Linked DNA regions of Bos taurus: region 2 is linked to region 1. Evidence: chromatin contacts called from public Hi-C data. All regions are on one chromosome and are shown on one strand. Each heading gives the region's core, a stretch centred on a gene start, on an enhancer-like site or on the middle of the called end of the contact. The rest is flanking DNA. Distances are from core to core; before and after follow the strand shown.

The links. Hi-C and Micro-C count contacts between places; a contact is called where the count stands out from the background.
Region 2: a Hi-C map of liver shows a contact between it and region 1, with 2.5 times the contacts expected there. The contact joins the enhancer-like site here to the promoter of SQOR in region 1. A contact is called at or near these places in 2 of 11 Hi-C or Micro-C datasets (liver and skeletal muscle).

Annotation. Positions count from the first base shown.
Region 1 is chr10:64,863,046-64,868,019 of ARS-UCD2.0, forward strand. It overlaps SQOR (sulfide quinone oxidoreductase), which reads right to left and starts at 1,817. Exons shown (of 10, transcript NM_001040511.2): 1 at 1,790-1,817. It overlaps LOC132346378 (a long non-coding RNA gene), which reads left to right and starts at 1,956. Exons shown (of 2, transcript XR_009496218.1): 1 at 1,956-2,635; 2 at 2,742-2,832.
Region 2 is chr10:65,138,943-65,143,857 of ARS-UCD2.0, forward strand. No RefSeq gene overlaps it. Among named protein-coding and RNA genes, the nearest start is that of GATM, 43 kb to the left of the region's middle. Within about 2 kb of position 3,484, at least 2 of the 102 cell types and tissues checked have an H3K27ac peak or open chromatin away from gene starts, as enhancers often do. A contact at or near this core is called in liver, where this site is marked.

The DNA of each region.
Region 1 (4,974 bases), core at 567-3,066:
TTCCAATGTACTTATTCATTCAAAAAATATTTATTGACTAATTTTTGGAGAAGGAAATGGCTACCCATACCAGTAATCTTGCCTGGGAAATCCCATGGACAGAAGAGCCTGGAGGGCTACATTCCATAGGATGGCAAGAGGTGGACTCGACTCAGCAACTGAACCACCACCACATTCTATGTACCAGGACTGGGGACATAATGGCAATGGCTTGGAGTCCAGAGAGGGACACAAGTTCTAGCAGACAGTACTTATTTCACTCCCTTGTGCCAGGTATAGCACTGGACACCTTAAATACAGGGGAAGGTATGATTATCTCCACGGTACAATGAAGAAGTCAAGGTGAAAAGAAGTCCAAAAGACAAGCTCATGCTGCTAGTTAGTGGAAGCATCAAGATCAGAAGTCATGTGACCTGACTTCCTGGGCAGGACCTTCCACTTAACCAGGAACTTGGGTAGAAAATAAACATTTACATCTTCACTAATTTCTAACTGAAATTTAGCACTTTCTTGAATTTTATACAGTGGCTCAGATGGTAAAGAATCTACCTGCAATGCAGAAGACCTGGGTTTGATCCCTCAGTGGGGATGATCCCTTGGAGAAGGGAATAGCTACCTACTCCAGCATTCTTGCCTGAAGAATCCCATGGACAGAGGAGCCAGGCAGGCTACAGTCCATGGCATTGCAAAGAGTCTAACACAACTGAGTAACAAACACTTCTTTCTTCTCAGGCAACAAACCCCAGCAGATACATGCAGTACCTATGACTTTATCACCAATAGAAATCACAGATATTTTCTTATATTACAGGTATTACCCAAATCTTGAAATATTATTTATGTTTGTTACTATTTCAAAATTATGATAGCTATTAGATCCACTGCTAGATGATATTACTTAATGCATTATTTTTAAAAGGCATATATACTACTACATCAATTCTCTTAATATTTGGACAAGTGATTTGGAATAGGTTTCCCTTATAACACTCTGCCTTTTATTTTACACCTTCAAAAGCACTGAACCTAAAAGTGGTCCTTAGTCTCCCCAAAACTGCCAAAGTGGTACATGGCACAAAAATGGGTCAGAACCCTACACCACAGCAATGGGGAGCCCAGGCAAATCCAGAGCTCTGCTCCCTGTGTTTTTGAGTAAGAGGCTAGGTTGGGATTTTTATTATTAAAAGAGAGAAACGAAGAGAAAGGAAAGCACCCCAATTTCACCAGAGAACCCTTTCCACCAGTTCCTGTTTAGCACAGGCCCTAAATGCTCTCTCCACGGCTGGTTCCAGCCATAGCTGAAGGATACTTCTTGAGCCCCCGCCCCTCCATCCCACAGGCTGTGTGGATAAACGCGCCCTACTGTGGGCAGACCAGCAGACGTCACCTCCTACCCCCGGGGGCTGAGAACCCCTTGCGCACTGGGACCACGCCGGAGTGACACAATCAACAAGTGAAAGATGCCAGAAATTCCTACACACCAGGGTACCAAGAAATTCCCATACACAAGACCACGGATACATTGGTTTTCAACCTCCCCTCGCAGGGCAGCAGCTCCACGACTCCAGCACGTCGCAAGACCCGGGTTCTAGCAGGGGCTGCAAGAGCTGTGGATGCCGCGGGTGGAGAAAAAAAGTGGGAAGCGAAATGGAACGCGATGCACAGGGGCTGCGCTGTCCCAGATGCGGGACAGAGCTGGGTTAACAATCGGCTTTAGGGGTGACCTCTCTCCCGCCGGGTCCCTTTTCCCTGGCCAAGTGCCTCATACCGGCCGCGGGATGCCTCTTACCCAGAGGTGCGTGGAGCCTCGGGCCACAGCGTTGGCGCAGTAAAAGCTGCCGCTTCCTGCAAGGGCTCGCGGCCTCTGCTGGGGCCCGTGCGGTCCCCGGGCGGAGGCTGGAGGCGGGGAGAGCGAGCCTCCCCCCACCCCCGGAAAGTTCCGGAAAGGTCCCGCCGCTGCCCCGCCCGGCGCCACAGCCCGGGTGTAGCCTGCACTTGGCCTTGGTTCCCCGGGCGCATGGGGGACAGCCGGGGGCGCGGGTTAAGCGGGTTAGGGGCACTGCCGGCAGGGCAGACTCGCCCCTACACAGTGCCCCGTGCGGTGCAGCGGGACCCCTTGGTGCCTCAGAGGAGGGCACGGAGGCCACCTGTCGCCCACCCCCTACCCCCCCCCCCCATCCCGTGTGCCTACATTGTTGCGTAACTGGGAGGGACAAAGGTGAAGGCGGGTCTGGGGAATAGAGGCCTGGCGGTTTGTGTCGGGTCCTCCAGTGAGCCCTGTGCTTCTCATCTGGTCCCCAGGGCTGTCCAGAGAGACCGCTTTCCCGCGCTTCTTTAACACGTAAAAGGTAACCGAGGCTGAGAGAAGCCCCCAAACTTGCCTTGGTAAGCAAGCGCCAGAGCAGCGCTCTCAACCCCAGGATGGAGGTCACGGTGAGCAGGCTTTCAGACACTGATCTCCACGCAACGTTGGGTCCTACTTTCATGAATGGACGTTTTCAATTGGCTGCTCTTTCTAAGTAGGTGTGAAACGCAGGTGAATAGTTCTCCACTACGTCAGATCTAGAACGCCTTTTTATAACATATAGGATGTCCAGAAGTCTTACTGCAATTTTAAGCTTTAATAATTTCAGATGTGAGTTAACAAACTTTCCTTTAAAAAGTGCCTTGAAAGTTTAATTATTACTTTTACATTTCATTCTGTGAATTTTGAATAATCTCTTTTGAATTTTTTGTTTCAGTCAACTTTTTAAGGTGAAATCCTAGCAAACCAAAAATTGAGGCAATCACAGAGAAGTAGGAGCCTAATAAAGTTGAACTTCTGAGCTCCTCCCTCTGGTTTTGTCTTGTTAGGTTTATCTTTTGAGGTAACGCTGGTTTATATTATGTGTTCCACTTCTGTCTGTATACCCTACAGCACTGCTGCTACTAAGTCGCCTCAGTCGTGTCCGACTCTGTGTGACCCCATAGACGGCAGCCCACCAGGCTCCCCTGTCCCTGGGATTCTCCAGGCAAGAATACTGGAGTGGGTTGCCATTTCCTTCTCCAATGCATGAAGGTGAAAAGTGAAAGTGAAGTAGCTCAGTCCTGTCCGACCCTGAGCGACCCCATGGACTGCAGCCTACTGGGCTCCTCCGTCCACGGGATTTTCCAGGCAAGAGTACTGGAGTGGGGTGCCATCGCCTTCTCCCTACAGCACACTTACCACCAAAAATTGTTTCCATCTAATTTTTTAATCCATCCAACACTCTGTGTCTTTCAATGTGTGAATTCAACCCATTTACATTTAGGATGATTATTGATAAATGAGGACTTAATATTGCCATTTTATCCTTTAGTTTCTGGTTGCTCTATATCTCCATTGTTCCTTTTCCTTTTGTTTCTGTCTGCTATTTTAGTTTGGTGGTTTTCTGTGATATTTTTGTCAATTTCCTCTTTTTTTTTTTTTTTTTTTTAATGTTTCATGTCTCTGCTCTAGATTTTTGTTTTCTGGTCACCATGAGATTTGTATAAAATGTCTCATAGGTAAAATAATCCTTCTACTGGTAGTATCTTATCTTTATTTACCTACATAGGCTTCTTCCTTTTCCTTTCCTTTTTTTTTTATTTCTGTTGTCTCACATTATCTCTTTACGTTGTTACAAAGTTGAAGTATACACTAGTTTTGTGTGTGTGTGTTTTTTTCTGCTCTCCTCCTTAACCTTTATGCTATAATAGTGTTTAAAACCTAATCTTATTGAGAGTTGCAATTTTCTGGTTCTATGTATTCAGTTCAGTTCAGTTGCTCAGTCCTGTTCGACTCTTTGCAACCCCATGAACTGCAGCACTCCAGGCCTCCCTGTCCATCACCAACTCCCGGAGTTCACTCAAACTCATGTCCATCGAGTCGGTGATGCCATCCAACCATCTCATTCTCTGTCATCCCCTTTTCCTCCTGCCCCCAATCCTTCCCAGCATCAGTCTTTTCCAATGAGTCAACTCTTCGCATGAGGTGGCCAAAGTACTGGAGTTTCAGCTTTAGCATCAGTCCTTCCAAAGAACACCCAGGACTGATCTTTAGAATGGACTGGTTGGATCTCCTTGTAGTCAAGGGACTCTCAAGAGTCTTCTCCAACACCACAGTTAAAAAGCATCAATCCTTCGGCGCTCAGCTTTCTTCACAGTCCAACTCTCACAACCATACAAGACCACTGGAAAAACCATAGCCTTGACTAGACGGACCTTTGTTGGCAAAGTAATGTCTCTGCTTTTGAATATGCTATCTAGGTTCTATGTATCACCTTGCTCAAAGTTTTATGTATTTTGCCTTTCTGTTTTCTGGTAGAAGAGCTCCTTATAAGATTTCTTATAAGGAAGTGTAGTAGTGATGAACTCCCTCAGTTTTTGTTTGCCTGGGAAAGTGTTTATTTCTCCTTTATATATGAATGATAACTTTACTGTATAGAGTATTCTTGGGCAACAGTGTTTAATCTCTCAATATTATAAGAATGTCATTCCACTTCCTCCTGGCCTGCAGGGTTTCTGCTGAGAAATCTGCTGAAAGCCTAATTGGGGTTCCTTTGTATGTTACCATCCTTTTTTCCCTAGTTGCCTTTAAAATCCATTCTTTTTAAAAATAATTTTATTTATTTTTGGCTGTGCTGGGTCTTCGTTGCTGCCAGTGTGCTTTCTCTAATTGCAGGCACTAGTCTCCATTGTGGTGTATGGGTCTCTCATCGCAGTTGTTTCCTGTGGTGGAGCACAGGCTCTAGACTACCAGGCTTTAGTAGTTGTAGTGCACAGGCTTTGTTGATCCATGTGGGATCTTCCTGGACTGGGGATCAAACCCGTGTCTCTTGCATTGGCAGGTGGATTCTTTACCAGTGAGCCACCAGGGGACCCTCTAAAATTCATTCTTTGTCACTGACTTTGACAGCCTTAATGTGTCTTGAAGAAGGTCTTTTGGCATGTGTCTTGGATGCTCTCTTAGCTTCA
Region 2 (4,915 bases), core at 2,234-4,733, 280 kb after region 1:
CAGCAAAGGCTCCAGGTGCAGCCGTCACTGAGGCAGCCAGCAAAAGATGAGGAGTCAATGTGCAACGTCAGTGTAACAGAGGCTGCTTTCTTATCCTAAAATTCTTGGCTAATGAGAATGATCTGCTACCCACCACTATGTCTCAAATACCGATTCTTTCAAGGAACTCAGTTTAGAGAAATAGTTATCACTTGTCTTTCCTTCACTCTCTAGCAGACCAGCTGTAGACTGATAATTTCCTATCACAGTTGTAGAGCAGAGAGGCTTGGCTTTCATTATAATAAGGGAATATAGGGAGTTTGGGAAGAACATGTACACATTGCTATATTTAAGACGCATAATCAATAAGGTCTTACTGTGTAGTACAGGGAACCCTCCTCAATGTTATATGGCAGCCTGGATGGGAGGGGAATTGGGAAGAGAATGGATACATACATATGTATGGCTGAGTCCCTTCATTGTTCACTTGAAACTATCACAACATTGTTAATCAGTTGTACTCCAATACAAAATTTTTTAAAATTTAAATAATATAATAGAGGAATAAAAATACTAATTCAGGAAAAAACCTAATTCAGCTATGACGGCTGGATCAAACGTCTATATGATGAGATAGTTAAGTTCATAAATGACCTCAGCGTGGTAATCTTCAAATAGAAAACTGAGTCAACTTTGTGTGTTCCTAGCAATAAAGCCAGAGAAGGCAATTGCACCCCACTCCAGTACTCTTGCCTGGAAACCCCATGGATGGAGGAGCCTGGTAGGCTGCAGGCCATGGGGTCGCTAGGAGTCGGACACAACTGAGCGACTTCACTTTCACTTTTCACTTTCATGCATTGGAGGAGGAAATGGCAACCCACTCCAGTGTTCTTGCCTGGAGAATCCCAGGGACGGGGGAGCCTGGTGGGCTGCCGTCTATGGGGTCACACAGAGTTGGACACGACTGAAGTGACTTAGCAGTAGCAGCAGCAGCGATAAAGCAGTTTTCCCTGTGCTGATTGAAGTAGCCATCCCTGCACTGGGGAACCTTAGGAAGGACCTGGAAAGTATATTCCATACAAAGTAAACTCCAGGGATACTGATTGAGGCCAAAACAAAACTAGTGTTCAGGCCAGAAAACTCACCCACATTATAGCAGTACACAGTTCTGGGGATTAAGTGAAAGGAACATACATTTTTATTGTTTATTTTGCCATCTTGCTGGAGTATGGCCAGGTTAATGTAGGTTACATTGGGCACAGCAGCTGCAGAAACTGAGTTCAGTAAGAAACATTCTTCTGAGTATGGTAAGTAGCATATACCTTTTTCATTAAGTAATCTCAGTGCAACTCATCTCAGAGTTCCCAGGGCTCTGCTGGATACAGAGGTTTTTCAATAGCTTTCTTGCAGGGACTTTCCTCAATGACAGAAACTTGTCCCCAGTGTTCAGTTAACCTGAGGTTTTCCTGATGGTTGACTACTTAATTCTCCAAATTCAGGTTCTCATAGTAAAATAACCTGCTCTTTCTACTTCTGGGGTTGTTCCATGAGCAGAGTAGCTTGTTCAGTCTCTAAGTTGTGTCTGACTCTTTGTAACTCCATGAACTGAAGCATGCTAGGCTTCCCTGTCCTTTGCTATCTCCCAGAGTTTGCTCAAACTCATGTCCATTGGGTTAGTGATGCCACCCAACTATCTCATCCTCAGTCACCCCCTTCTCCTCCTGCCTGCAATCTTTCCCAGGATCAGGGTTTTTTTTTCCAATGAGCTGTCTCTTAGCATAAGTGGCCAAAGTATTGGAGCTTCAGCATCAGTCCTTCCAATGAATATTCAGAGTTCATTTCCTTTAGGATTCACTGATTTGATCTCCCTGCTGTCCCAAGGACTTTCAAGAGTCTTCTCCAGCACCGCAATTCAAAGGCATTAATTCTTCAGCACTCAGCCTTCTTTATGGTCCAACTCTCACATCTGTACATAACTACTGGAAAAACCATAGCTTTGACTCTACAGCCCTTTGTCGGCAAAGTGATGTCTCTCCTTTTTAATATGCTATCTAGGCCTGTCATAGCTTTTCTTCCAAGGAGCAAATGTCTTTTAATTTCATGCCTGAACTCACCATCCGCAGTGATTTTGGAGCCCAAGAAAGTAAAATCTGTCACCGTTTCCACTTTTTCTCTATTTGCCATGAAGTGCTGAGACCATATGCCATGATCTTAGTTTTTTGAATATTGAAGAGTAGCTGGTGTTCTTTAATCTGGGGCTGCCCATATGCAGCCCTGATTATCATTCTTGTTGGCATACAGAGGAACTTTTAACTTGTCTGTGCATTCAGGTTGTTGCTCTCTGAAATCTGTGCCTTGATGACTGGTGACTTTGCTACCACTGCAAGGAGTGTGATGTATGTCTACATGACTTTTGTTAAGCTTCTGACAAAAGCCAGAGCAGCCCAGACACTGATCCACTGAGGAATGTAAACTCCAAATAGAGCAATTTAAAAAATTCTGCTCAGTTGTGTCCAACTCTTTGCAACCCCACAGAACGTAGCCTACTAGGCTCGTCTGTCCATGGAATTCTCCAGGCAAGAATACTGGAGTGGGTAGCCATTCTCTTCTCCAGGGGATCTTCCCAACCCAAGGATTGAACCTGAGTCTCCTGCATTGCAGGTAGATTCTTTACTGTCTGAACCACCAGGGAAGCCCCCTAATATAACATATTGGTCATGCAATATGGTTATTTACCTGCCTCTTCCATTTTCTTACTTTTAACAAGTGCTTTGGTTCTTTAGGGTTTCCTTGGGCTTCCCTGGTGGCTCAGATGGTAAAGAATCTGCCTGCAATGTGGGAAATCTGGGTTCAATACCTGGGTTGGGGAGATCCCCTGAAGGAGGGCACGGCAACCCACTCCAGCATTCTTGCCTGGAGAATCCAGATGGACAGAGGAACCTGGCAGGCTATAGTCCATGGGGTGGCAAAGAGTCAGACACAACTAAGTGACTAAGCACAGTTAGTCCCTTAGGGAAGACAAAATATGAATCCCAGGGGAATTTCCACTGAATTCCTAGAACACAGGTACCCTAAATGTGGTGTTCTTTTTGGTTCAGTCTACTTGATCCTTAGGAACATTGTCTGAATATCAGTAACTATTTTCAAGGTAGCCTACCTTTCTCATATAGTGTCTTCCAGAAGCCGCTATCATAAGGAATCCCTTCAGCATACTTATTCTGCATTCAGTCATGTCTTTGCCAGGAAACTGGGGATATCTAGTTTGTCCACAGTCTGTAGGGTGGCTAAGGGATCTCTCACCTTCAGGGTGGACCCACAAGATAAGCTTTTGGGGAGGAGGTTTTGTTGGGGAGGAGTCTTGTGTTAGCTATTAAGGAGAATTCCAAAGTGAAAGCTTTGCTCTTGGTCATCTGAGCATTTCTTTCTCATTGAAGAATTTCAGGGCATTCCAGTTTGGCTCAGAATGTTTGTTGGTTGGTCACTAAGTCATGTTTGACTATTTTGCAACCCCATGGACTATAGCCCACCAGGCTCCTCTGTCCATGGAATTCTCTAGGCAAGAACACTGGAATGGGTAGCTATTCCCTTCTCCAGAGGATCTTCCCGACCCAAGGATGAAACCTGTGTCCCCTGCACTGGCAGGTGGACTCTTTACCACTGAGCCACCTGGGAAGCCCTTGGTCCAGAATATGAAGTGCTTAATTGAAGTAAAAGCAGGTCTTTCTTGGAGTAGCTGTGAGCTATAATAGTTCCACACCATCCCCACATCAGGAATGATATGACAGGACTTTGTGTTGTAAGAAATACTTCCAGAAAATATACTGAGATAGTTTTTATGAATTTCTTTCTCCTCTAGTATTTATTGAGCTCAATCCCAATTTATTCTCAGACATTCTGTTTTAATTACCTAGGATGGGGACCAGGGCTCCTGATGATCTGAATATGAAGCCTGCAACGGCAGCCACCAACCACCCACACCCTTCATTCCACACATGAGGAAATCAGGGGATTAATTAAAATGGTACCAATGTAGCATATTTAAGTAAAAAATTTTTCATAAGTAAGTAGTTAATAATTTTTAAAACATGAACCTTCTTGACCAAGGGAGGCTTAACTGTTTGAACAACTGTTTACCATTTCCACTTGTTTTTTTCTAGGAACTAAAGGTCTTCCTTATCCCTGATATTAACTCTGTGAACACAGATTAACCTTTATAACCTTTTTTAAAAAAAAAAAAAAAAAGAACTACCAGCCAAATATTTACCCACAGGAGCTGACACAAACAAGTTTAAAAAGAAAAAAGAATAAAACTTAAAATAACATAGCTGACTCTCACTTTCAACTTTCTCTAACAGAACTTTAGTATAAAAAGAGTTAGAAGAGCTATTTTAAGTAGCTTACAAAATTAAAAACCAAACAAGGATTAAAATATGAGAGGCTAGGCTTCCCTGGTGGTCCAGTGGTTAAGAATCCACCTACCAATGCAGGGGACACAGGTTCAATCCTTGGTCCGGGAAGACCCCTCAGGGCAACTAAGCCTGTGTGCCACAACTACTGAGCCCACGCTCTGGAGCCTATGCTCTGCAACATGAGAAACCACTGCAATGAGAAGCCCGCATGCCTCAAAGAAGAGTGGCCCTCACTTGCTTCAACAAGAGAAACCACACGCAGCAACAAAGACTCAGCCAAAAATAAATAAATAAATAAATAATCTTTTAAAAATCCAAGAGGTAAGCAGGTGCCATGGTGATTTTTTAAATGGCTGAACCTTCTTTGACACACCTCCCTCCAAGAGCAGGGTCTATTCCCTCCCCTTGACACAGAAAGGTTAGTGATTGGTTTAACCAATAAAGCAGGACTCAACAAACCTTTTCTTTAAGGACCAGATAGTAAATATTTTAGGCTTTGCAGACCATATGGTTTCTGTTGCAACTAC